5 separate regions of the Mus musculus genome follow, and all the other regions are linked to region 3. The links are chromatin contacts, called in public HiCAR-type, HiChIP or PLAC-seq and promoter capture Hi-C maps. All regions are on one chromosome and are shown on one strand. The core of a region is the stretch at or near the end of the contact, and the rest is flanking DNA. Distances in the headings are between cores, read along the strand shown.

Evidence for each region. Promoter capture Hi-C pulls out the DNA fragments that hold promoters and counts their contacts. HiCAR-type assays count read pairs that join an accessible place to other places. HiChIP or PLAC-seq counts read pairs in DNA pulled down with a chosen protein or histone mark.
Region 1: a contact with region 3 is called in a promoter capture Hi-C map of pre-B cells, with 9 times the contacts expected there. The contact joins the promoter of Piga here to the promoter of Ctps2 in region 3. A contact is called at or near these places in 13 of 39 promoter capture datasets (the HPC-7 cell line, HPC-7-derived erythroid cells, the SN4741 cell line and 10 more), 3 of 484 Hi-C or Micro-C datasets (CD4 T cells, double positive thymocytes and embryonic stem cells), 4 of 115 datasets of contacts at active chromatin or transcription factors (embryonic forebrain, embryonic stem cells, large pre-B cells and 1 more) and 2 of 9 other capture datasets (adipose tissue and liver).
Region 2: an H3K27ac HiChIP or PLAC-seq map of thymic regulatory T cells shows a contact between it and region 3, with 12 times the contacts expected there. The contact joins the promoter of Zrsr2 here to the promoter of Ctps2 in region 3. A contact is called at or near these places in 21 of 39 promoter capture datasets (the 3T3-L1 cell line, the C10 cell line, the HPC-7 cell line and 13 more), 3 of 484 Hi-C or Micro-C datasets (CD4 T cells, embryonic fibroblasts and natural killer cells), 26 of 115 datasets of contacts at active chromatin or transcription factors (the 230-238 cell line, SST interneurons, astrocytes and 16 more) and 3 of 9 other capture datasets (adipose tissue, embryonic stem cells and liver).
Region 4: an H3K27ac HiChIP or PLAC-seq map of embryonic stem cells shows a contact between it and region 3, with 11 times the contacts expected there. The contact joins the promoter of Pir here to the promoter of Ctps2 in region 3. A contact is called at or near these places in 3 of 39 promoter capture datasets (the C10 cell line, cranial neural crest and liver), 1 of 115 datasets of contacts at active chromatin or transcription factors (embryonic stem cells) and 1 of 9 other capture datasets (adipose tissue).
Region 5: a contact with region 3 is called in a HiCAR-type map of embryonic stem cells, with 9 times the contacts expected there. The contact joins the enhancer-like site here to the promoter of Ctps2 in region 3. A contact is called at or near these places in 6 of 39 promoter capture datasets (cranial neural crest, frontonasal cranial neural crest, hippocampal neurons and 3 more), 2 of 484 Hi-C or Micro-C datasets (cardiomyocytes and forebrain) and 8 of 115 datasets of contacts at active chromatin or transcription factors (T-cell acute lymphoblastic leukemia, astrocytes, double positive thymocytes and 4 more).

The regions. Positions count from the first base shown.
Region 1 is chrX:164,417,471-164,422,292 of GRCm38.p6, forward strand. Piga (phosphatidylinositol glycan anchor biosynthesis, class A) reads left to right here and starts at 2,310. Exons shown (of 6, transcript NM_011081.3): 1 at 2,310-2,370.
Region 2 is chrX:163,956,474-163,961,244 of GRCm38.p6, forward strand. Zrsr2 (zinc finger (CCCH type), RNA binding motif and serine/arginine rich 2) reads right to left here and starts at 2,193. Exons shown (of 11, transcript NM_009453.3): 1 at 1,801-2,193; 2 at 1,443-1,522; 3 at 1-80. The coding sequence starts at 1,853. It overlaps Gm38561 (a long non-coding RNA gene), which reads left to right and starts at 2,268. Exons shown (of 4, transcript XR_878297.3): 1 at 2,268-2,372.
Region 3 is chrX:162,899,638-162,904,275 of GRCm38.p6, forward strand. Ctps2 (cytidine 5'-triphosphate synthase 2) reads left to right here and starts at 1,923. Exons shown (of 19, transcript NM_001168568.1): 1 at 1,923-2,110; 2 at 3,797-4,001. The coding sequence starts at 3,836.
Region 4 is chrX:164,267,094-164,271,746 of GRCm38.p6, forward strand. It overlaps Pir (pirin), which reads left to right and starts at 2,338. Exons shown (of 10, transcript NM_027153.3): 1 at 2,338-2,584; 2 at 4,510-4,638. The coding sequence starts at 4,543.
Region 5 is chrX:164,380,183-164,384,875 of GRCm38.p6, forward strand. The region is part of intron 1 of Vegfd (vascular endothelial growth factor D); the gene reads left to right. Among named protein-coding and RNA genes, the nearest start is that of Vegfd, 9.0 kb to the left of the region's middle. Within about 2 kb of position 2,074, at least 242 of the 459 cell types and tissues checked have an H3K27ac peak or open chromatin away from gene starts, as enhancers often do. A contact at or near this core is called in embryonic stem cells, hippocampal neurons, regulatory T cell precursor and 1 more, where this site is marked.

The DNA.
Region 1 (4,822 bases), core at 1,060-3,559, 1.5 Mb after region 3:
GGTCAAGCCCCAGACTCAATGTGGGAGGGATTAAATACAGGTTATCAGTTGATGGGTCATTTATTGAAGGCCACCAATGTAAAAATTTCTCACAAAGCTAGTTCCTGTCCCTAGCCACACATGGATTCTGCCAGTATTTATTATTCCGTAGGAGCTAATCCCTGGTCCATGTTTTACTTCCACTCGAGATTTGTCTAGGGCCTAGGTAGCTTTTCATCTTGATTAACAATTTGCAATTTTGATTCTGCGTCTCTTTGGTTCTACCTCTCTCATTTATATTATATCTGAAATTTTCGATTTGAAGCAGAACAAGGAAGAGTGTCACAAAATAATGATTGAAAAATGTCATCTTTGCTGGAAATCTGGGTCAGCATCAAGTACATTTTCTTCAGCAATTTTTCTTAAGCATTCGACCAGTTTGCTCTAACTCTTACTGACAATGCCAGTATTCTGGCTAAATCTCTTCCCTACCTCTTTCTTGTATAATTGCACAAAAATATCTTTTGAACAGTCAGCATCTGCCTCTGTATCTTTATTCACTTTTTTTTTCTTGAAAGGATCTTGTTCTCAACTTTTATGGACACCCCCTACTTCTTGTTTCATAAATGTTGGTAGATAGAAATACTTTTTTCTCTGAAGCTCCCAGCCTTTTCCCACATATTTCCCTTAGCAATTCCTTTTCTCATAGACAGTTCCATATGCTTCAGTTTCATTTTGGTTTGGAAATAGTACTCTTGCCAAGTTTTCTCTTTGTGTACTTTGCATATAGATAGCCAGCCAGCTTTCACTACATGTGTGAGGTGCCTCCCACTCTAAAATTATCCAAGGAAGCTTATTTACATATGAATTTGCAAAGAACTAAATTTCAAGGGAAGATGCTGACTACTTTATTTGACATCTTTTCTTTTTAGACTATTTGATAGTACAACTGGCATTGGCTGCCTTCATACCTTATCATCAGAATATCCAGCACAGCAATATTTTAGTCAAATTCTAGTGGCTTCCAAGAACGTTCTCTAAAGCAGTGTTTCTTAACCTTCCTAATGCTGTGGTGTGATGACCCACAACCATAAAATTATTTTCTTTGCTACTTCATAACTGTAATTTTGCTACTATTATGAATCGTCATGTAAATACCTCCTATACAGGATACCTCAAAGGGGTCCTGACACACTGGTTGAGAGTCTTTGAAGGCATGCTTTGTGGTCGTTCAGGCAGAATACTACAGTTCAAATCTGCTACAACTTTTTTGTTTTGTTTTGTTTTTCCAGACAGGTTCTCTGTGTAGCCCTGGCTGCCCTGGAACTCATTCTGTAGACCAGGCTGGCCTCGAACTCAAAAATCTGCCTGCCTCTGCCTCCCAAGTGCTGGGATTAAAGGCGTGCGCCACCACACCTGGCACAACTTTTTGTTTTGTTTTAGAAAATACCCTTAACTTTACCACAAGCTTCAAGTGGATGCCAGTCATGGTGATGGTGTTGTTGCTTAGAAAACAATTTATTCTAGAAAATGCAGGAATGGCCATGCTGGGGAATCTGCAGGTACCAACTATAAAGAGCAGGTGACTATTACAACAATCGAGAGATTCTGTCTTCTTGGCCAAGCACAATCTGGCTCCAGACCGCAAGACAGTTTTGGCTGAGGACTGCAGCAGCTTGAGCGGGAGCGTTTCAGGTTATACCTAAGATTCCCTGACACCCCCCCCCCCCCATAGAGTTGTAAGACAAAAACAAAATCTGAACTTTTAAAAGGAAAGTCCTCAGTCTTTAGGACACGCACAGATATGTAGATCTAAGATTCAAAGTTCAGAGTTTAGTTTTGACTTGCTGTGATTTTTCTTTATTTTTGTACTTTTATGCATCACATTTAGCAATCCTGCCAGAATAACAAGAATGGATGTGGTTGGTTTGGCTGTGGTACCATACTGACTAGAAACGCCCTGGCCTTGATTTCCCCGCCCCCTACCCTGCCCTTCCTCTTATCCCCGCCCTCCCCGCATTCCCGCTCCTCCCCCCAGCCCCCGGCCCGGCCCGGCCCCGCCTGGTCTCTCTAACCGGAAGGAGGCGGGGAGAGACCGGGCTTCCTGAAAAGAGACGCAGTAACTAAGCAACCAGGGCACTTACGCCCGGGACCTTCCGCAGCTCTTAGGAGACGTGCTCCTGCGCTCGCTGACGCTACAATCCCGCGCTAGAGACTTGGGCCCGACTGGGCGTCTCTCTTCTACGTAATTCAGAACCTCTGTGTGATTGGTTATCATGGGGGCGCGGCGCTCGGATCGCGGACGCTTCTGATTGGTGCTTTGGAGCAGCGGGGCGGGATTCTGTTAACTGCCGCGGGAGGTCCGGACAGTGGCGGCCATGGGACTGGAGGGTAAGTACGCGTCTTGGCTGTCCTTTCTAACGTTCTCGGTCTCTCTGGATGGGGTTGTGCCGTTCTCACAGGACCGTGGCAGGCTGTGGAGGAGGTGAAGCCTACTCTATCTGAGGCCCGGAAGTCGGGTCCGTGGGTCTCCGTAATCAAATGGGGATTGAGGGTGCCTTGAGGGTTGGAACTGGTTCTTAGACTGAGTTTAGTAGAGCGAGTGACTGGAATCTTAGGACGTTTTTCCGAGTCCCTTTGGGTCTGGCCGGATCTTGTCTCATCCTGGGGTGCTGGCTGGTGGACCCGGGCTGATCCTCTTTGGCTCTAGTACACCCGAGCTGCCTCTCAGGGAGTGCGTGTGCACTGCCTTGGGACTGGATTAAAGTATACTTCTCTTGATTTCTCAGCCCTGTCCGAGCCCCCTCTAAGGATCCTCAGAAGCTTCTACTAATAAGGGAGTTCCCTGGGCACGATTGAGAATTTTGAGGACTTCTTGACTTTGTCATTTACATGGCTTGGGTAGGGAAGTTGTACAGATCGCTTAGCATGTAGGGCTGGAGAGAGAATTGACCAGATTTTACAGCCTCTATTCACTTATAGAAGCCAAGATTCAGTGAGTATTTTCACATACTTTCATTTGGTTCATTATTTCTGTTCTTATCATTCACTTCTTAAAACGGGATAGGACTAAAGGACCAGGTTTAGATGACACATGACAGTAGCACAGCATTAGCCACTTGAGGCTTTGCTTTCCCCTTTTGCAAACTTCATATTTTCTTGCTTCCATTATTTGTTTACTTACTGGTTGTAAATTTGGTCTTCCCTCCTCTTTTTTTCCAGTTTATGTGTCCGGGTGCCCCCATGTAGCTGTCTTACCCTGCCCTAGAACCCTCAATTCTCTGTCTCCCAAGCACGTGCTCCTTTCTTTCCTGCCTCCTCCCTCTGAATTTCTGAGACGATTTTAAATGTAGGTGAATTTGTGGGAGAAAATGGACACATGTAGTTGCAGGTGAGAGCTGAAACTCAGAGAGTTAGGATAGTAATCCTCCATTGAGTTCTTTGTAGACTTGTAGATCTCAACTAAGGCGGATTTTTGCCAGATCTCTAAAGCTGTGGCATTAAAAGTCTAAGCATCTATAGAACAGAGTATTGAATGAGCACTTCATATGAGCATCACTTTAGGGAACTCCTAAAGGGAACTTTTCTTAGCCTTAGATGTAGGAAAGAGCCCACATGTAAAGCCTGTGTCCTGTTCCATTTCCTTTCAGGGTCTACACTGAAAGGGTGCTCAGGGGAAAGGCTTCCATAATTAAAAGAAGGGTTCTGAAAAGAGAAGGGAGCAGTTTAAGCATAGCTATCCTTGAATAAGGAAGGAGAAGCCAGATTGTCTTCAGCATGAGCTCTAGGGAACACTTGAAGAGGGTGTTCTTAAAAAGAAAGCTCTAGTTCCAGGTACATTTTAAAGGAAACCACAGAGATAATACCAGCAGAGCCTTATGGGATGTACTGGGTCACTAGCTAAGCTGTGCAGCCCTAATCAGCACATTTTCTGTGAAGAACCAGATGGTAAATATTTTAGGCTCTGTGGGTCATCTGATTTCTTTCAAAGCCACAGAAGTAGCCATTCAGAATATAAGTGAATGGGCAAGCCAGGTTCCTGTAAAAATTTGTTCGTAAAAATAGACAATGTGCCAGTATACTTAGATTCACATCCTAGCCTGTTTTAGTATCCTTTTCTGCTTCACAACCCAGAACAAAAGGCAGTGCTATAAAACAGCCTTTTTGCTATTTTTCATGACTCTGGAATCTGCTAGACTTAGCTAGTGGTACTTTTATGAGTCTTTTCAGGGGTTTCTGTAGAAGGCTGCATTTAGCTAGAGGTCTGGCTAGAAATTGGGCGCAGGTAAGAATGTAGAGGTGGCTGGGTCCCTATCTCTCCATGTAGCTTGTAAGCCCTTTTCCTCTCATTGTCTCCCCCATGTCCTTCTAACCTAGTAGCTGTATGATAACTCCAGAAGTAAAAGCCATCGAACCTTTCATAGGCTGAGGTCAAAGATCTGCATGTCCCTTTTACCATGTCCTGTGGCTTACATGGTCCCAGTGCAAGGGAGATTCCTAGGTGCAGTGGTGCACACCTGTAATCCCAGCCCTCAGGAGACTGAGGCCAGGAATATTGAATTCAAGGTCAGCATGAGCTATAAGCTAAAACTTGGCTTTAAAAGTATGTGGGAAGGTATGGTCGCTAATAGCCTGGCACATTGTGTTCTAACTTCTTTAAGCTTTTGGCTTTGCATTTACACTATATAATTGATACCTTGTATAGGTCTGTCAACTAGACTATGGCCACATATAGAAAACTCTTAGTCTGTGTAGTGTTGGATAGATAGTGATTTAATAGGTAAGAAAGCTTAATAAGCTGATAAGAGTGATAAGAGAAGCAGGGAAATGGATGTTTAATTTT
Region 2 (4,771 bases), core at 943-3,442, 1.1 Mb after region 3:
CTCTTCCTCTAACAACCTTTCTTCTTCTAGTCGTTTTTCTTCAGCAAGAGGATCTTCTTCCTCCTCTTTCTGTGCCAATTCTGTAGAAATTCAAATACTTTATTAAGTAAAGTCTCACAATCCTTGGTCAGTTATTCATGCAAAAAAGATAAATATTTAACCTTTATAATTATGGTAAAAACCTAAACTTAAGGCATAGTGGGAAAGCTTTTAATCCCAGCACTCAGAAGGCAGAAGCAAATGGATCTCTGAGTTCAGGCCAGCTTGGTCTACACAGTAAATTCCAGCCAAGGCTATATAGATCCTACCTCAAAAAAAAAATCTTAAAAAGAATAGTAGTTATAAGCTTCCACATGTGTGCTGGGCCTTGAACTCTGACTCTGGTCCCCCTGCCCCTCTCTCCTGAGTGCTGGGGTAAAGGCGTATAGCACCAGAGTGCTGGCTAAGCGGGCGTTCTTAAGCATTCCTCTAACCGCACTTCTTTTTAATCAATGCTTCCATCATGATACTCATGGCATGGCTGTACAACGAGTTCAGAATCAAACAAGAAAAGGAGAGGGGGAAGAGAGGGAAAGAGAGCCTGCAAATATTTAATGATTTTACAAAGTTATAGAAGTACTCATGAATATTTAAGTGTTCTATTTTTTTTCAACTCTGTGTACACTGGAAGACTTTTCAAAAATAAATAAATAAAAATCTGGCAAAATAGTTTTAATGGAAGAAAAGTTTATACCTTCTATTCAAAGTTTAAATTTGAAGGGGGAAAAAAAGAATGCCAGTTGAGACAAGTGGGAGGGGATAACTGACATGAGCTTAGGAAATTGTAGCAGATTAGCTTCAGACTTAAAGCAGGAGGGTTTTGTCATCAGTAACACAACAGCTTACTGTTCCTTTTTGTTTTCATCCTTGATGTTGGAGCCTGCCTCTCCTGAACTAGTTCTCAAGTACTGTTCCACAGTCTCCGGTGGTAAGGCTGGCCATCACCTTAACCTAGCACTGCTGTGGGAGCTCAACCCTCTTGCCTGCATTTGTAAGTGCTTGGTCATCTTATAAACATCTAATTTTATGAATCTACTAAATGTATAGCTCTACCACTTAGAATATCGGGTTCTGTCACGTGCGGGCCATTTTTAAGTGGTGTGGTGGCTAGCTGCAGAGATGAGCTGGGCAGGAAATCGAGGGAAGCAGCTGCATGGGCTGGGGGTGTAGCTCACTTGGCAGAGTGGTTTGCCTAGCACGCACGAACCGATCAACTTGCAAAGTGCCATGGTCGCCGAAACTCTGTCACCCCGACACTTCGAAGGCAGAGGCAGGAGGATCAGAAGTTTAAGAGTCGTCCTCATTTACGTGGCGGATGTAAGGGCAGCCTAGCCTGTCTGAGGCCGCGTGGGAGGGCGGAGCAGGAAGAGAGGGAGCAATTCCACATCCAGAGCAACAACTACCTGCCTCTCTGAGCCGAGCGAGCGCCTGCCGTCGCCTCTTACGTCTCTCCTTCTTCCGGAGGGCCAAGTACTTCTTACGGCTGGAAGATTGAAAAAACGCGCGCGCGCGCGCGCACGCGCACACACAGAGTGAGCATCCGCACACCCGGCTCTGCACCCTCAGGCCAGGGGCCAGCCTAGGACAGCGCTCGGAGGCAAAGGAAGAAGGCAGGCTAGCCCGCGCCGGTCGCCCCGTCCGTCCCCCGCCCCTCCTTCCGCTCCCCCCCTGCGCCCCGCCCCCCATCTCCTCGGGCGGCCCGGGACAGCCCCGGAGATAGTCGTCCCCGCCCCAGTCGCCTCGCCTCGTCATTTCCTATACCTCAGTTTCTGCGGCCCCGCCGTAGCGTCCGCCGTAGCCCCCGCCGTTTCCATACTGCTGTCGCTGTGTTCTCCCACGGCAAGGTCTCAGCGGAAGCAGCCACCCAGGTCCTCGGTCGCCCACTCCGCGCGGCCACCAACCGGTACCTGCCCAAGACGGAAGGAGACGGCTTTCTTCCCGCAGCTGGTCAGCCAGGCGCCGCGGCCTGAGAAAACAGACCCTCAAAGAGGCCGCCGCAGCCACCGCGGCAGACCTGAGTTTTCCTCCCTCGGCCAGTCAGCCAGGCATCGCGGGCTGAGAAAATGTCTCCTCACCGAAGCCGCCCCCCGGAGATCTTCCACCCCCGGAAACTCGTGCCCCAGCTCCTCGGGGCCTCGCGGGGGCCTTAGCACCGCCCCTTGCCCAGAATTCAAGGCGTTAAGGCCTAGCTCCGCCCCCTCCCATCTAAATTCCAAGGCGACGCCTCTAGGTCCCGCCTCTCTCCGCGGCTCCACCCATGAGCGCCCCAGACGAAGTTTAAGAATCCGCTTCCTCTTTGCAAAACCTGCTGGCTCTGGTTCCAAAGGAATCAGGTTTGTGACCCTTGTTCTTAATCCTGAGAAGCAGAGAGGGACCGGAGTTAAGTGCAGGGGAACGGGATCTGTTCGGCTGGCTCTGGAGTTGTGCTTGGAGAAAGAGGAAAAAAAAAACAAGCCGAAAGCGTCTGGAGGTGAAACTGACTGGAATGTGCTGGGAAGCAGGGAATTTTGTTACTGGAACAAAAGTGCAAGGCAAGGGTATCTAGAGATTGGCTGCTGCTACCCCATGCCTTTGTGCAAAGGGGAGGAGGGCTGGAGAAGAGAGCTCAGCTGTAACTGTAATGAGAGCTTTACTACTATTTCATAAGATACAAGTTTGGTTCCCAGCACCCACCAGACAGTTCACAACCATCTGTAACTCCAGTTTCAGGGGATCCTGTGCTGCAAACACGCAATGGACATACATAAAATAAATCTTTAAAAACATTTACATATGCAACGAGAAAATGTCCCTCTTCTTAATCCTCGGCTGGCTTTTGCAGCCTGCCTCTAGGATCTTGGTTCCCTGTGTTTGTTGAGGAGTCTCCTTCTACTCCCTGCCTCTGGGGAACGCAGACCCCCAGGCTGCTGCTGCGGAGGTTGAGCTGGACAACTATAGCAGTCTCCAGGAGTGTTTTTTTTTAATGGGGAAATTTTACGTTGCAATGTAAAGGATTAAATTAGCAGGACAAGGTAGTTCACACCTAATCCAATACTCTTAGAACTTAAGAAACTAAGGCAAGAGGATCAGGGGTTCAAGGTCAACCTTGGCTATTTAGAGAGTTCAAGGCCAACTTGAGCTACCTGACACTTCCATTAAAAAAGAATTGGTGGCTCAGGCCTTTAATTCCAGCACTTGGGAGGCAGAGGCAGGTGGATTTCTGAGTTCGAGACTAGCCTTGTCTACAGAGTGAGTTCCAGGACAGCCAGGGATATACAGAGAAACCCTGTCTCGAAAAACAAACAAAAATAAAATAAATAAGAAAGACAAGAAAAAGGTAATACTGTATCACAATCATCTAGGTGAGGTGTGATGTGGAACTAGAGAGGAAAATAAAAATAGGGCTGGCAGATGATTAAGCAGGTAAAGATGCTGAGGATCTAAACTCGATCCCCAAGGACCTATATAGCAGGAGAGAACAGACTCCCACACATTGTCCTCTTTGGCATGCATTCCCACATTAAATAAATAAATATAAAAACAACAAGTGGGCAAGAGACAAGAAGGCAAGAGTAAGAGGCAAGAGAGTGAGGAGGTGGCAAGCAGCCCCTTTTATAGTGGACCAGGCCTACCTGGCTGTTGCCAGGTAACTGTGGGGAGGAGCATACCTGACTGTTGGCAGGTAACTATGCAGGTGGAGTTTAGACAGAATGCTAACACTTTGCTCTTTCTGCTCTCAAGGGCATCAGTGGACATCTCCTTCACCTTCTGCGGCAACTTCCCCCGCAGTGCTTATCAGAAGCCTTACCTGGGGCCACAAGTTTCTTGTTTTGTCACAATTGATGAACTCTTAGTTCCTGGATTTTGTTGAGTTTGTTGTTGTCATTGTTGTTGTTGTTACTTTGTTGTTTGTCTTGTCTTGTCTTGTCTTGTCTTGTCTTATTAGAGTGTCTCTGTAGCTCTGACTGTCCTGAAGCTTGCTTTATAGACCAGGCTAACCTTGAACTCAGGGATCCTCCTGCCTCTAGCTCCTGAGTGCTGGGGTTAAAAGTAAGCGCCACCAGGACTGGCTTAGTCCCTCTTCTTAATCCTGGCTTTTGCAGCCTGCCTCTAGGATCTTGGTTCCCTGTGTTTGTTGAGGAGTCTCCTTCTGCTCCCTGCCTCTGGGGAACGCAGACCCCCAGGCTGCTGCTGCGGAGGTTGAGCTGGCTACCCATTCACCCTGCTCCCAGCCAATGCTTTGCCTCGGGTTTTTTAATGTGTAGGGTGCTTTGCCTGCATACCCAGTTCCTGTAGAGCTCAGAAGAGGGTGCTAGATCTCCAGGAAGTGGAATTACAGATCATAAACTGCCCCCTGGGTGCAGGGAATCCAACCCAAGTCCTATGGAAGAACAGCTAGTGTTCTTAATGGCTGGGCCATCTCTTAAGCTGTTTCCCACCCTCACCCCCATTGCCTTTTGTTTTTGTTTTTGTTTTTGTTTTTCGAGACAGGGCTTCTCTGTATAACCCTGGCTGTCCTGGAACGCACTTTGTAGACCAGGCTAGCCTCGAACTCAGAAATCCCCCTGCCTCTGCCTCCCAAGTGCTGGGATTAAAGGCCTGTGCCACCACTGCCCGGCTGCCTTTTTTTTTCTTTAAGACAAGTTCATAAATATCCCAGACTGGCCTCAAATTCCATATGTAGACAAAACTGACCTTGAACTTATTTTCTGTCTTCATGTGCTGGTGCTGGCATTGTAAGTGTTGACACTGT
Region 3 (4,638 bases), core at 673-3,172:
CCTTGGTGTGGTTCATAGGTGTTACAGCTGATTGATCTCCTTCCTTTGGAAGCTCGCATGGCACCTTCAGGTACCAGGAAAGTGGATGCTTAGGGAGGAAGCTTTTAGGTCAGATCCAGTTCAGGTACCTCTGGGCCTTCTGAAGGCTATTGTGTCTTCAGCAAAAGGGATTTTCCTTTCACTTCTGATAGGCAATCAAAGGCAACATCGATAGCTTACAATGTGTTGGGAATCCCTTGAACGACTCTGACCAACAACTCAAAAGGGGACTTCTCATAACTGGGGCTGGGGTTTGTTGGATGGTCTCTGACTCTTGGCCCAGATGGGAACATTTCACTTAAACTATATATGTATATACAGACTCATGTGCTTTATGTAATTTTAGGTAGATGATAATATGATGCTTTATGACTTCTGGAAGTCATTGTTTCTGTTATTTTAGTTTCCTCCCTCCTTCTGTATTTATCTCCCTTCTCTTATGAAGGGCATTGAGGTTGTTTCCATATGGTGAACAGAGTGGCAATACTTATTTGATTTTATGTGTGTGGGTGTTTTGCCTCCATGTATGTTAATGCATAACATTCATGCCTGGTACCTGAAGGGACCAGAAGAAGGTATAATATCCTGGAACTTGCCTTTCTCTGAGTCCCAAGTGCTGGGATGACTGATGTGAGCCACCAAGCCTGGCTTTCCTTTGAAATCTTGCCTTCCAATATCATACCCTCTGCTGCTAAACTTGCTGGGGCTTTTGCCTTCTTCAATCCCTCTCTTTCCCGTTTTCCTGCTGTCCAATAGGCTCTGGTGGATTTCAGTCTCTGACCTCCAGGATTAGACCTTTGGCCCTCTACTACATTTACATTCTAAAGAGGCTCCCACTTTGCCCTACTTGACACAATTCATAAAACTGGTTTTGTTAGAGATCTAGATTTATATAGATTACAACTGGCTTTTCGTTCGTAGTTGTGTTTCTAAACTCCACGAGGTCTTCAGTAACGTTTGTCTAAGTTTTGAGTCCTGTTTTATCCTTGTTACTCAAAAATCTCATGGTCATTTGGGAGGCAAGGGCAGGAGATTATTCTAAGTTTGAGACGAGCCTGGTCTGCATACAGATCTCCAGGAGAGCCAGTGACACAATGCACCTCTTACTGTTGCTGAGGTCTCACATAACCCAGACTGGCCTGGAATTTACTAAGTATTCAAGGGGGATCTGGAACTTCTGTTTCCTTTTGTTTCCATGTTCCGTCGCTGCAATACAGTTATGTACTACCATGCGTTTGATGTAGTGTATTAAGATACAGTGTGATCTTTCTTGTATTTGCTAGGCAAGCACTCTACCAAATGAGCTACATCTCCAGTCCTAGCCTGTCTTAAAAACCAAATAAAATAAAATAAAATAAAATAAAATAAAATAAATTCGCGGCTTTTCTAAAACGTCTGCTCCCTTCAAACCTGTGTCCAGTTAGATCTTTTATTTTTCAGTTGTTTTTCCTCCTTTCCTACACCTGAAACAGCCTTGGGTGTCCTTTGCCACACTTATCTTTTAAACACTCCCCCAAAGTCGCTTTGGAAGCCTTCTCTCCTACTTAGCTCTGCTCCTCCTCTCTTCCTAACTTTGGGCTAATGAAGTTCATTTACCAATGAACATGTAGATGGGCAGTGAGCTCCTAGGCAAGAATTCTGCTTTGTTTTCCTCCTTTCCCACCTTTTGCGGTGGTGGACCGCTGGGCTGCACTGTAGCAGATGGTCAAACATTTATGGTGAGTGAAGTTGGCGGGAGAATCCAAGCAAGGGGCTAGGCTAGTCGTGGGGTGGGGGTGGGGGTTCAGAGCAGTCCTGGAGCCTTCAGGGGCTGGCCTGAAGCTAGCTAACCACAGGAGGGAGGGGAGGAGGAAGGGGGTAGGGAGGGGGAAAGGGGGGAGGGAGGGGCCGGCCCATACTGTGGCCTGGGGCCAAGGACGTCTAGAGCAGAGGGTGATGGGAGCTGCCTGTGCTATAGGAAACACTTTTTAGGCGCTTGTTTTGTACTGTCCCTGGAACCCAACGCTGCAGCACTCGCAATTTCACAACCAGCGTGAGTCAGCTGGGCCGGCTGCCGGACTGCGAGGGGAAGGTGGGTGAGGAGGGCTCCTCAGTCCCTGGGGGCAGGCAGGATCGAGTGGTGACCAGAGAGCCCTAGATGCGGTCCCTGCACCCGTAGGACAGGTGAGCGCCAGGCCAGGCTGGCCGCTGGGTGGAGCCGCGTGAGCCACCCTCCAGGGCGCCCTCGCCACTGCACAGGTAACACCCCTCCTGGGCCTCTTCCCCTCCGGCCTCGGTGCCTAGAACACCATTTGTCCCCCGGGACCATTTCGGCCTTGCCCGCAGCACATTTGGGGCCTGGGCAGTTTTGTCCCCTTATAGCTGGTGCCCACGCCCAGCCCACAGCCATTCGCATCTCCCACATAGTGTTCGAAAACCTAGGCGATCCAATGGGCCTTGGGGACAGGGTGGGGGTGGGGTAAGGACAACACCCACTAGTGCCGGGTGCTCAGTCAGAGCCTGTCTCCTGGAGGTAGCTAGTGACCCGGGCTCCAAATCGGCGCGTCCCTGGGGTGTGCCTCTCCGCGCTGGATTTCACACCCCAAGCCCTATTTTTCTCTGCTTTGTGGAGCCCCGAGATGGCGTTGGCGGAAGTGAAACCACGAGACAGTGGGGCGAGCTCCGCGGGGACGGTTTTGAGTAGGCTTTCTGCACCAGCGTACAGGTTAAACAACAACCCTTCTAGCTGGCATGCTAAACTCTACCACCTGGGGGAGGCGGATGACGTCTTCAAAACAATTGATGTGTACTTTATGCTCTTGAAATGTGCCATTTCACATCAGGTCTGTGGGGTTTGACTAGATTTAGACCGTTTTCACCAACCTACAGAGGTCCTTGGTGCTCTTTTTCTTCTAGACAGTTCATTTCCCTACTCCGCCCCCTTGCACTGTTTTGATGATCACTGTCTTGGCTTAGTTTTGCTCATCACGTCATAAATCGGACATAAATCGGGCTTATCCTGTAAGTACTTCTTTGTGTTCGATTTATATTACTTTTAAAATGAGCATCGTTAGAAAGGTGTCTCTTGGTGTAGGCCTGCACAGTGGAGTGGAAATGCATGTGTGGCAAGTTGGAACAGAGATGTGTTTTAATTTGAAACCCCCCACTCCAAGCTTAGTACAAAGCTGTAACATATAGCTCACAATTGTTGCATCCATTCTCTGTCTCTGTCTCTCTCTCTGTCTCTCTGTCTCTGTCTCTCTCTGTTTGTTTCTTCTTTCTTGTTTGAGGCAGGGTCTCACTGTGTAGCCACAACTTGCCTGGAACTTGTTGTGTAGACCAGGCAGCCCTTTAACTTAGAGAGACCTACCTGTCTTTGTCTCTTGAGTACTGGGACTCATACTAGCTAACTTTATATTGTTTTTTTTTTTTGAGCTTCTTACTCTGTAGTCCAGTCTGGCTTGGATCTAATTATGTAGCCTGGGCTGGGTTTGAACTCAGAACTGTCTTCCTGCCTCAGGATTATAGGCATTGGCTATCTTACCCAATTTTTTCAACTCTAATTCTTTTTTTTTTTTCACTTCAAGTTTTATTGTGTCTCTTGCATGGTCTGCAGATAGTTTTACAGTTCATTTGCTATAGGAACTGAGCTGTGATCTAAACAATCAATGAAATGTTATTCCAACCTTAATAAATATTCATAACCATGGAAGATGGCATAGCACTTATCCTACAGCGATGACAGTCAACTCTAATTCTTAATTTGGTTGTTTCTCAGATTGCATCTGGGTATTGGCAGTCACCTATTCGCCCGCCAATGAAGTATATCCTGGTTACTGGTGGGGTCATCTCAGGCATTGGTAAAGGGATTATCGCCAGCAGCATTGGGACTATTCTCAAGTCATGTGGACTCCGAGTTACTGCCATCAAAATTGACCCCTATATTAACATCGATGCTGGAACTTTCTCACCTTATGAACATGGTATGAAAAGGAATCTTTTCCTTTTAAAGCCTTAAACTTTATTTTTGCTATACTAAATACACATACTTTGCAATGATTTCTTCTCTGTGTGTGTTTTTAAATTTGTATTTATGTGTATATGTGTCTGTATGTGCTATGTGTTTGCAGGTTCCTACAGGGGCTGGGAGGGAGAAGTTCTGTGGAACTGGGTGAAGTTACAGGTGGATGTGAGCTATGGGTACTTTGGGATCTTAACTCTGGTATTCTTCAAGAGCAACAGATACTCCTAACTGCTACGCTGTCTCTGGCCCCTTGTCTTGTGTTTTGTGTAACTTCTCTAGGATAGACTTCCAGAAGTAGACTTGCTGGATCATACCTTAGAACTGTGTGAAAATTCTTATGGCCATTGATCCATTTTTCAGATCACTAATGGCATTCCACACAGTCAAGTCTTTGGAAATGGACCATTTTCTATAGACTTGGGTTTAGTTTATTTTATCATAAAGGTAATACATTCCTCTTACCATTTTCCACTGCTGAAATAATTGTTATAAATATTGACTTTATTTTAGGTGTCTTGTGGGGGAGGGTATGCATGCATGAGTATATGTGTGGTTGAGTGTGTGTGTGTGTGTGTGAGAGAGAGAGAGAGAGAGAG
Region 4 (4,653 bases), core at 1,088-3,587, 1.4 Mb after region 3:
AGCATATTTTAGTGGAGTGTCGGAGTCATATTTCAGAACGAACTTGTGAGGTAGAAGCTACTGTTCAGCCCATTGTAGGAAAAGGGGATCTTCCAAAAAATCAATAAACAATGGCCTTAGAAAACAATATATAGGTGATTTTCAGGTCAAATGTCCTCCTAGACTTGAGGAAACAATTAGCACAGGTTGTCCAGAGAGCATGACATAGAAAGCAAGAGCCAAAAAGTGAAGTGAAAGTGAAGTAAGGCAAGTTCTAGACAGGCACAGGAAATTAACAAGAGACAGGTGTGTATGTGTGTTCATCCCTCCGCACCGCCACACAAGTGGCTGGGGCTGAGAACGTTCAAAGACATCAAAGAACTTTCTCCCAAGCCAGTGAGAAGCCACTGAGGGCTCCAGGCATTTGCTTTCTATTTGCCTGCCACTTGAAAAATGGTTTGGCCAGTGCTGAATCTGAAGGCAGGAGGAGTGGGTGGTGATTGGGGAAGATGGATAGAGGCCTTCAAAATGGGAAGGTTTGGATGCGCTGAACTCTCTGAATCCACAGGCTTTTGTGTTGAAAGAGTGTGAAGGCAAAGCTTGCAGTCCAAGCCCCAGCACCTGGTTGAACGTTGGACTGGTTGAGGAAATACAAGACAGTTTATTTATATGGTCTGTAATGTGCCAGCCAGGGTGTTCATACTTCTGTTTTATGTGGAAACTATTTCAGAAATAATTACAGATGGGAAGTACCAATACCTTATTAGTCCACAGCAGTTTGAAGTTTGCATGCATAATCTGTTAGTCTTGAATTGCTGAAGGTAGGCAGAGTCAGTTTGAACCCCACTGATATGAAAAGCTCAGGGAAAAGAGTTAAAAAACAGAATTTATTGTGAATGCGTTTTAATATAGATTTGGGTATCGGCATTAAGGAAGACAGATAGCCATTTCAAGAAAAGACTATATACACCCAAGTGTGGCCATGAATTGAGGCAGGGAGGGGAGAGTGCAACTTTATGAATTTGCATGTCATCCTTGTACAAAGGCCATGATATTTTCCTCTCTACTGTTCCCATTTTTAGTGTGTTCTGCCCAATTGAGCACCAAGGAAAAGTCTTTGTTCTTCCACTTCCCCATTCTTCTACAGCAGAAATCTGTAGTCTGAAAGGTAAGAATGCCTTTTCACATCTTGAGGTTGAAGAGCTTGGGGATCTAGCTCAGTTGGTAGATTGCTTGCCTAGAATACACAAAGCCCCGGGTTCAGTCTCCAGCACCATGTAAAACTGGGCACGCTGGTGAATGCTTCACTGTAACCCTAACACTTGGGAACTGTGGGAAGGAAAGTCAGAAGTTCAAGGTTATCCTAGGCTCTCTAGGGAGGTAAGACCAGCCGGGGATATGGGGAACCATGCCCCCCAAAAACCAGCTGAAATATAAAGTCAAAAGAAGACTTTCATGACAGCTGAGAATTGTACGAATTCAAAACATAATCTTATGAATTCTAATTTCATTATCCAAAATCAAATTTTTATTAAAACACAGCCACCACACTCAGCAGGCGTTGTCTCTGGCTGTTTCTGGCTACAAAAGCAAATGGGAGCAGTCTCCACGGAAGACCCACAGAGCTGGAAAGTAAAAAGACATTTACTGTTTATTCCTTTTCAGTTTCCCAGGCTCGTAGTTTTGTTTTTGTTTTGTTTTTTTTAAAGAGGCATCACTTTCACTCTTTTTCCAAGAAAAGACAATGAACTTCCGGGTATCTAAAGAACATTGCGTATGGTAGCCTGTCTTCTGATTAAAAGTCCTAGGAAAACTAGATTGCTTCCTGGCTGTGGACAAACCCTCACCTCCTGAGGCTAACTCTCTAAGGCCTGCTCTTGAAGCCCAACAAAACTCAAGCCCTTCTATGATTCCCTATTAGAGTGTGCCTTCTCTTTCAGCAGGAACAGAGATTCTTTGGTTCTTACATCTGCTCTGCCTCTGCCCCATTCTCATTGGCAAACAGCAAGAAGCGTATTTATTTATGAGAGATAACTGTGTAGTACCTATGCGGAGACATGCTCATTTCATTCTCATTACAGCCTTACAGTCTTGGTCCTGTCAGCTTTACCACGCTCATTTCACTGGGGATAATGCATAGAGAGGCTGAGTCACTCCCCCAAACGGGACAAGTGGTTAGAAAACATTCTTGCTCATACGAAGCGTTGGGTGACAAGATGACTTGAGTGAGGACAGGTTTTCCAAGAGATTCTAAGGGGCTGCAGAGCACTTGAGTGTCCCATACATTCCTGGGAGGCGGGCAGCGCGCCCCCAAGAGGCCGGGGTGCGCATCACTCTTTGGACCGACTTTCAAAAGGCAGATCCAGAGAGCCATGGGGCGGAGTCAGAGAATCCAAACCCAGGGTAAATAAAGGGTGTGTCCCCCGGTCCAAGGCCCCTGAGACCTAGAGACTCCCGCCTTCTGGAGGCCCGCAACAAAGCGCTGAGTCACGCTGACTGACGGCTGGCGCTCCGCAAACCTGTCCTCCCTTTGCTGTGTCCCTGCCGCTGTGGAGTCTAGGCACCTCCGACTGTGGCCTCCCTCCTGGGCCTGCGCTACTGCCCAGTGAGTGGCCTGGGGAACTCAGCCCTCGTGAGAGTGGTGTGTGTATGTGTGTGTGTGTGTGTTGGGGGTGGGAGGAATGCTCCGACCAGTTTTCATGATGCTGTCTTTCCCAGCTCACTACTGGGGCTCGGAGGGGAGCTGAGGGAGGGAAATGCTTAAATAGCCACCACGATTTGAGATGATAGCTTGGTTTTTCTCTTGGCAACACACTGCAATTAGTTAACTGCTTTATCCTTGTTCCTGTGTATAGGGCCTAAATGTGGGAGTCTGGAAGAAGCCAGAAAAATTAGGTGGAGGCAAAACTACTTACTAGTCGCTTATGTGTGGATGATTACGGGGCTGGACTCAGAAGTTCATTTCTGTCTCCCACATTTCATGGCCCAATAGATGCATGTTGTTTGCCTGCTAGAGAGGATCCGTTTTAGGATCTGCCTTCACAAACTGAAGGGTGCTTCTATGTTGAGTCCCTATAAAGAACAGCAGCTCACTTTCTTACAGCCCTATTTACATCCTTTGAGGCAGACGCTTCTTAATCCCATTGTATAGATGGAAAAGCTGAGACACACAGCATCCCAAATGAAAGCAGCCTGGAATGTGGCAAAACTGAGATGTAAATCTGAGGTGTCCAGTTCCAGAATCTGCCTGTTATTAAAGTGCTTCTCTTAGTTTAAGGAATCTTTGAAGGATTGGTTAGAGTTCATATGGTGATCAGATCTGGGGCTTGGAATTACTTGTCTGCAAACACCTGAAGTTAGAAGTGTGTGTGTGTGTGTGTGTGGGGGGGGGTGATTGTATTTGTTGTGTGATATTTCCTTGGTTAGGACTTAGACTTCAATCAATAATGGAACACTTTTGAATAATAAATGTAGTATATGTGTTGTTCCTGAATCATCGGTTCCATTGCCTGGGGTACTTCATAAATGGTTTGTCTGTGCTTTAGAGGACTTTATTAAGAAGTTCAAAGATTTCTTGCCTAAAAAATTACCTGCACAAGATCTACATAAAATTAAGTCAGCCAGTAAGAATACCAACACAGATGGGAGAAGGTTCCACGAAGTACCACCCCTAACTGAGGAACTTGGGCAGTTGGAGGCTGCTGGGGTAGGAAGTGTCAGTTCTCTTTAAGGAACTGACCCCTATTAGGATGCCCATGCTTCAGTAGATGACCCAACACCCATTCGTATAAGAATGGGCATCACTTAGTCTCAGTAGGCTATGGAAAATACAAGATTACATTGGGAGTGAGATGTGGAGCAGGGGTCTGAAAGGAGTTGGAAGGGGAACAAAGGGTTGCTATGATTAAAAAAACCCGCATTGTAAACATGCTTAATATTATTAAGAGATGAATTTTTAAAAATGGCCACGGACTTTAGAGATAGATGAGTATTTGAATTCAGTGGCCCTTGCAGATTTCCTTCCATGCCAGCATCATCATATTCTGGTGAGAGTCACATACCCCTAGTGTTTTCCATTTGCTTCCAGTATCACCAAAAGAGCTCCCACTTCCATCTTCCACCGCATGTCGTGGGGTAGCCATTGAAGGGTGTGTGCACGGTGTGAGGAGGTCAAGTATGCCTGCCACTGAAGGGAAGCGTAGAAAATGTTCTTTAGATATCCCTGCTGAGTTCTTCCAAAGAGTTGCTATTGTGAACTTTTGGACAAGATGACTGCAGGATTCTAAGAGGTAACTGCTAATAATAGGGTTCTAGGTACCTCGTAAATACTAATACATGCACACCATAGCTGTGTTTCTAAAAATCACCTAATCTAGGCCATGATCATAGTCAGTATTCAGTAAATTGCCACTATAAAGATTTGGAGCAAGTCTAATGTTAATATCCTTAGTTTATAATCTGTAGATATTTCCTCCATTGTGATTTCTTTTGTTGTTTATTGTCTTTCTTCTTTCTTTCCATCTTCTACAGCTCAACATCAGAACTTTCTTTATAAACTTCAAAATGGCATCCTCTAAAAAGGTTACTCTCTCAGTGCTCAGCCGGGAGCAGTCAGAGGGGGTAGGAGCACGTGTGCGCAGAAGCATTGGCAGACCCGAGGTACGCAGGGTGGAT
Region 5 (4,693 bases), core at 824-3,323, 1.5 Mb after region 3:
CACTCCTCCTCTGTTTCCCTTCACAAAAGGGCAGATCTCTCATGATACCAACCAAACATGGCATATCAAGCTGCAGTAAGACTAGGCACCTCCCCTCATATTAAGGCTGGATGAAGTAACCCAGTAAGGAGGAGAAGGGTCCCAAAGGCAGGCAAAAAAATCAGAGACAGCCCCTGCTCCCACTGTTAGGAGTCCCACAAGAACACCAAGCTGCACACTGTAACATATATGCAGAGGGCCTAGGGCAGTTCCTTGCAGGCTCCCTGATTATTGGTTCTGTCTCTGTGAGCCCCTGTGACCCCCTGGTAAGTTGATTCTGTGGGCCATGTTCTCCTGGTGTCCTTGGCCCCTCTGGTTCCTACCATCCTTCCTCTCTCCCTCTTCTGCAGGATTCCCTGATCTCTGCCTAATGTTTGACTAGGGGTCTTTGCATCAGCTTCCATCAGTTGCTAGATGAAGCCTCTCTGATGATGAGTATGCTAGGCTCTGGTATAAGAGTATAGTAGAGTACCATTAGGAATCATTTCACTGATTTATTTATTGCCAGTTGTGCCTAGGTCTCTAGATGATCCAGTCCGTGGCTCCTGGCCCTCCAGGCGTGTCAGGCATTGGCTCTCCTGGAATGGGTCTCAAGTTGGACCAGTCATTAGTTAGCTACTCCCACAACTTCTGTGTTACCTATACCTCAGCACATCTTGAAGGCAGGAAAAATTGTAGGTCAAAGGTTTTGTGGCTGAGTTGGTGTCCCAATACTTATACTTGAAAATTTGTGTAGTTACAGAAGATAGCCAGTTCAGGATTCATATCTTCCATTGCTAGGAGTCTAAGCTAGGGTCACCCTCATAAATTCCTGGGAGTTTCCATTGCACTAGATTTCTACCTCACTCCCGACGTGACTGGAGAGATGGCTCAGCCATTAAAAGCTAGGCTCCCAACCAAAAATACTAAATTTCTACAAGATTTATTTCACCATTAACTGATCTCACTAAATAACTATAGATAGCACTGACATGTTGGAGTATCGCTTTTTGGAAAAAGGAAATCAACATTAAAATAAAAATTATTTCCGGAGAGAGAAAAATATTTTGCTGTTCTGTTGTGACTGGAACTCTTTAGAAAGTATAATTTTTATTGAATGAATATGAATAGCCGCCTCAGACACAGTAAAAGTTTAATTCTGTGCGGTGGGAGGGTCTCGGTTCCGGTGGGGGAATTTGGTTTTTGTTTGTGTAGGGATTCATTGTGGGGACGAGGAAGGTAGAGGAAAGAGTCTGGTACTTTAGTGAGACCTGCCCGGAAGATGGCGAAGACTGGAATCAGGAGAGACATGAACACTGAACAAAAATAAAAATAAAGAAACAAGGGAGGGCAGAGTGAGAAGAGACGACCATGGGACAGAAAAAAAAAAAAAGGAAGACAACTAGGGAAGGACTTAAAACTGACGACAGAGGGTCGAAAAGACAAGGACTTAGGGAAAAGAAAGGAGAACCCCACCCTCCAAACCAGACTGGTGGGACCAGGGAGGGGGCTGGGTGAGGGGACTGGAAGCTTTGGAGACCTCCGCGGGGCAGAAGAGATCTAGTCCAACCAGATACAAGGAATAGGCCCCTTGTTCCCTCCCCCAGGTCCCGGGTAGGGTAGGGGACTGGTGTCTCAGTGCTGCAATGGGGGGTGGGGGGTGCGCCCCTCCCCCAGTCCCTCCTCAAGCTTCACTTTGTTTTTCTTTTTTCTAATTGGATATCTTCTTCATTTACATTTCAAATGCTATCCCCTTTCCTGGTTTCCTCTCCAAAAGTCTCCTATACCCCGCCCCCCCCAGCCCTGCTCCCCAACCCACCCACTCTGGCTTCACTTTGAAAGGTACCGCTCTGGCGACGTCCGCCAACGCGCAGCGGGGCGGGGCAGAGGGGTGGAGTCGGAGAGGCCGGTGGCCTGCTTCCAATCCAGTGAGAGTGGGCGCGGCCTGGACTGCGGCCGGCCCCGCCCCTCGCTCATCTTTTCTCCCCAACCTCCTCGCACCCTGCGGATTGAGCAACTAAGTACCACCCACATGTGTCCAGATGCCTGTGTGCTCGCCGCTCACTGGATTCTCTCCAAGTCCATTCGGTGCTGGTGAAGGTTAGGCGTGCCCGGGCAGAGCCCAACCCCAAGTCTCCATCCTCCCCGGCCGCGCTCCCTCCTGCCCCATTCAGGTGTGGTGTGGACCAGTGGTACTTGTCCTCCTGGCGCTGCTCGGGTAACTGTGACTCTGGAACAGTGCTCTGCATCTGTTTCTATTGATTGCTGGGAGAAACCTCTCTGATGACAATTAGGCTAGGGATCAATCTATGAGTACAGCAGAATATCATTTTTTTATCCTAAGTCACTGGACTTTCCAACCTCAGGGTTCTGGTCTTCCAGGCTGTGTCAGGAGCTCTTTTTTCCTTTTGAAACTGTGGTCCAAACCTGTAAAATAGGACTTTGATGATAAGGTCAATTCATCAGTATTTTTAAAAGCTTTCCTCCACATGCATTCAAGGTGAAAGGAAATCTAGGAACCTCTGCTCCAAATCCTTCCCAAGAGGGAATGAATAAAGCAACCAACACTGTGGCCATTTCTTAGTGGCCTGTTAGGAATGTAACCACCTTGAAGGTCTCTAGAACCAGCTTTGCTCTGTGTATAGTAAGATGTATAAGAAGACAAAGTAGCATTGCAGAGACCTTCAACCCCGTGCTTTAAAAACTGGTTGTTGGAGCTAAAAACCATCAGAGAATGATTTGTTATTTAAGAGGAGAATCTTAACAGTCTTGGACTAATTACAGAACCAAGGCAGCCACTCTAATAAGAAGCAGCGACCTGGGAATGCTGTCTCTCGGCCTCTCATCTTGCTGGGTGATTTTAATCAGTTTAGATCTGATTAGCACTTGTATCTGAGAACTGGAAGAAATCAAGAGCAACTCATTTGGCAAAAGTTCAGCAATGAAAACCACTGCAATCCAAGGTTTAAGTGTGTGTTTGGGACAATAGTCACACTTTGATGTTGAGTTTTCTCATACACATGTGGATAACATAAAGTTGATTACACAAATATCCACCAGTGTAGAATGCCAATTAGAAAGAGATCCATTTTCAACACTTCCCAAATGTATGCCCTAGATAAATTACTTGCTTTTTTTTTTTTGAGTCGTTAGTGTTTCCATTTAGAATTATCAAGGGACTGTTTCCAATTTCTCAGTTATTTCATATTAGGTTTCCGTTAGCAGACTAAGAAGGCTTTCAATAGCTTTGAGTATGAAAGTCAATGTTGTGGTTTTACAAAGAAACAAGTCATAGGAGATATTTAGTCTTCACATCATTTAATATTTTAATTCAGTCTGCAGGATTACTACTTCATCCTGAGGTTTTTTAGCATAGGATTTAAGAAAAAAAAGAACCTGAAATTGAATTGAGACCTGTAAGAAGTACAAAGCCATATATCAGCTTTATCCAAGGATGGTATTGGATGAAATTTTACCTCCATAAATGAAAATTCTTTCATCAAAGTACAATTTAATAATTTTTCATCTAAAATTATAGAGGGGGTTCATACATGAGTACTTCTGCATTTATTATTTTCACCTTTCCCTTTCCCCCATCCAATTCCTTCTGACTCTCCCCTCCTCCTTAAATTCATGATCTCTTCTTCTATAATTATTGTTACACACATAACTGTGCATGAGCATGCACATGTGCACACACAGACACATACATACACTGAGCCCAACTTAAGAATCTTTCTGTAAAGTATCTGTTGACCTTCCTCACTAGCTTACTGAAGCAATGCTGTCAAACCTTTTATCTTGAAGATTGAATAGATGTGAGGTAGCTTTTCCATAGAATTAGAAAGAGGAGGTGAATGGTCAGGCAAAGAGGCCATTGGCAAATTAGGATCATCATGTGTAACAGTTGTCATGGAAATGAGCAAGTGTTCAGTTTTGTCTACAGTGTTCTCAACTAAAGAAGCTGAGCCATGCTACTCAAGTTCAGCAACCTGCTCACACACCCCAACTGTGCTCTTTAAGATTCCTGCTCTCCATTGACAAAAAAGTCCTTATTTCCAACTGTGGAGGGATATGAGAAACCACCAAGATAATCTCCCTGAGCTGCTGAGGCAATCTTGCTCTCTACAGAGCCACATGGCTACCTGTGGCTCGCCTGTTTCAGAGGGTAGTCTTTTTTAATCTCTCCATACTGGGGGTCCAACTAACACATTTCCTACAGCTTACAAGTATAGTTAATACTCTCCTATCTCAGACAAATATATATATATATATATATATATATATATATATATATATATATATATATATATATATACCTGCATGTGTATACTCCCATCTGGATTTAGGTAAAATGGCTAAGGTAGCTTTAGCCAGGTACAGTCACACAGCCTGAGATGCCAGGACTCTAGAAGCTGAGACAGGAGGATCACAATTTCCAGACCAACCTTGGCTGCATAATAAGAACTTGCCTCAAAACAAGAACACCACCACCACCACCACCAACACCACCACCAACAACAACAAAAGGCATAACCTTGAAGATATGTGTTTTGAGACTTTTTTAGTTCACAAACTATAAATGTTAAGAAAAATGGTAAACAAACATGTAAGGCAATCTAAGTAGAAAATGCTGATAAACAATGGAACCATGAAGTTAAAGCTGCAGGACTGA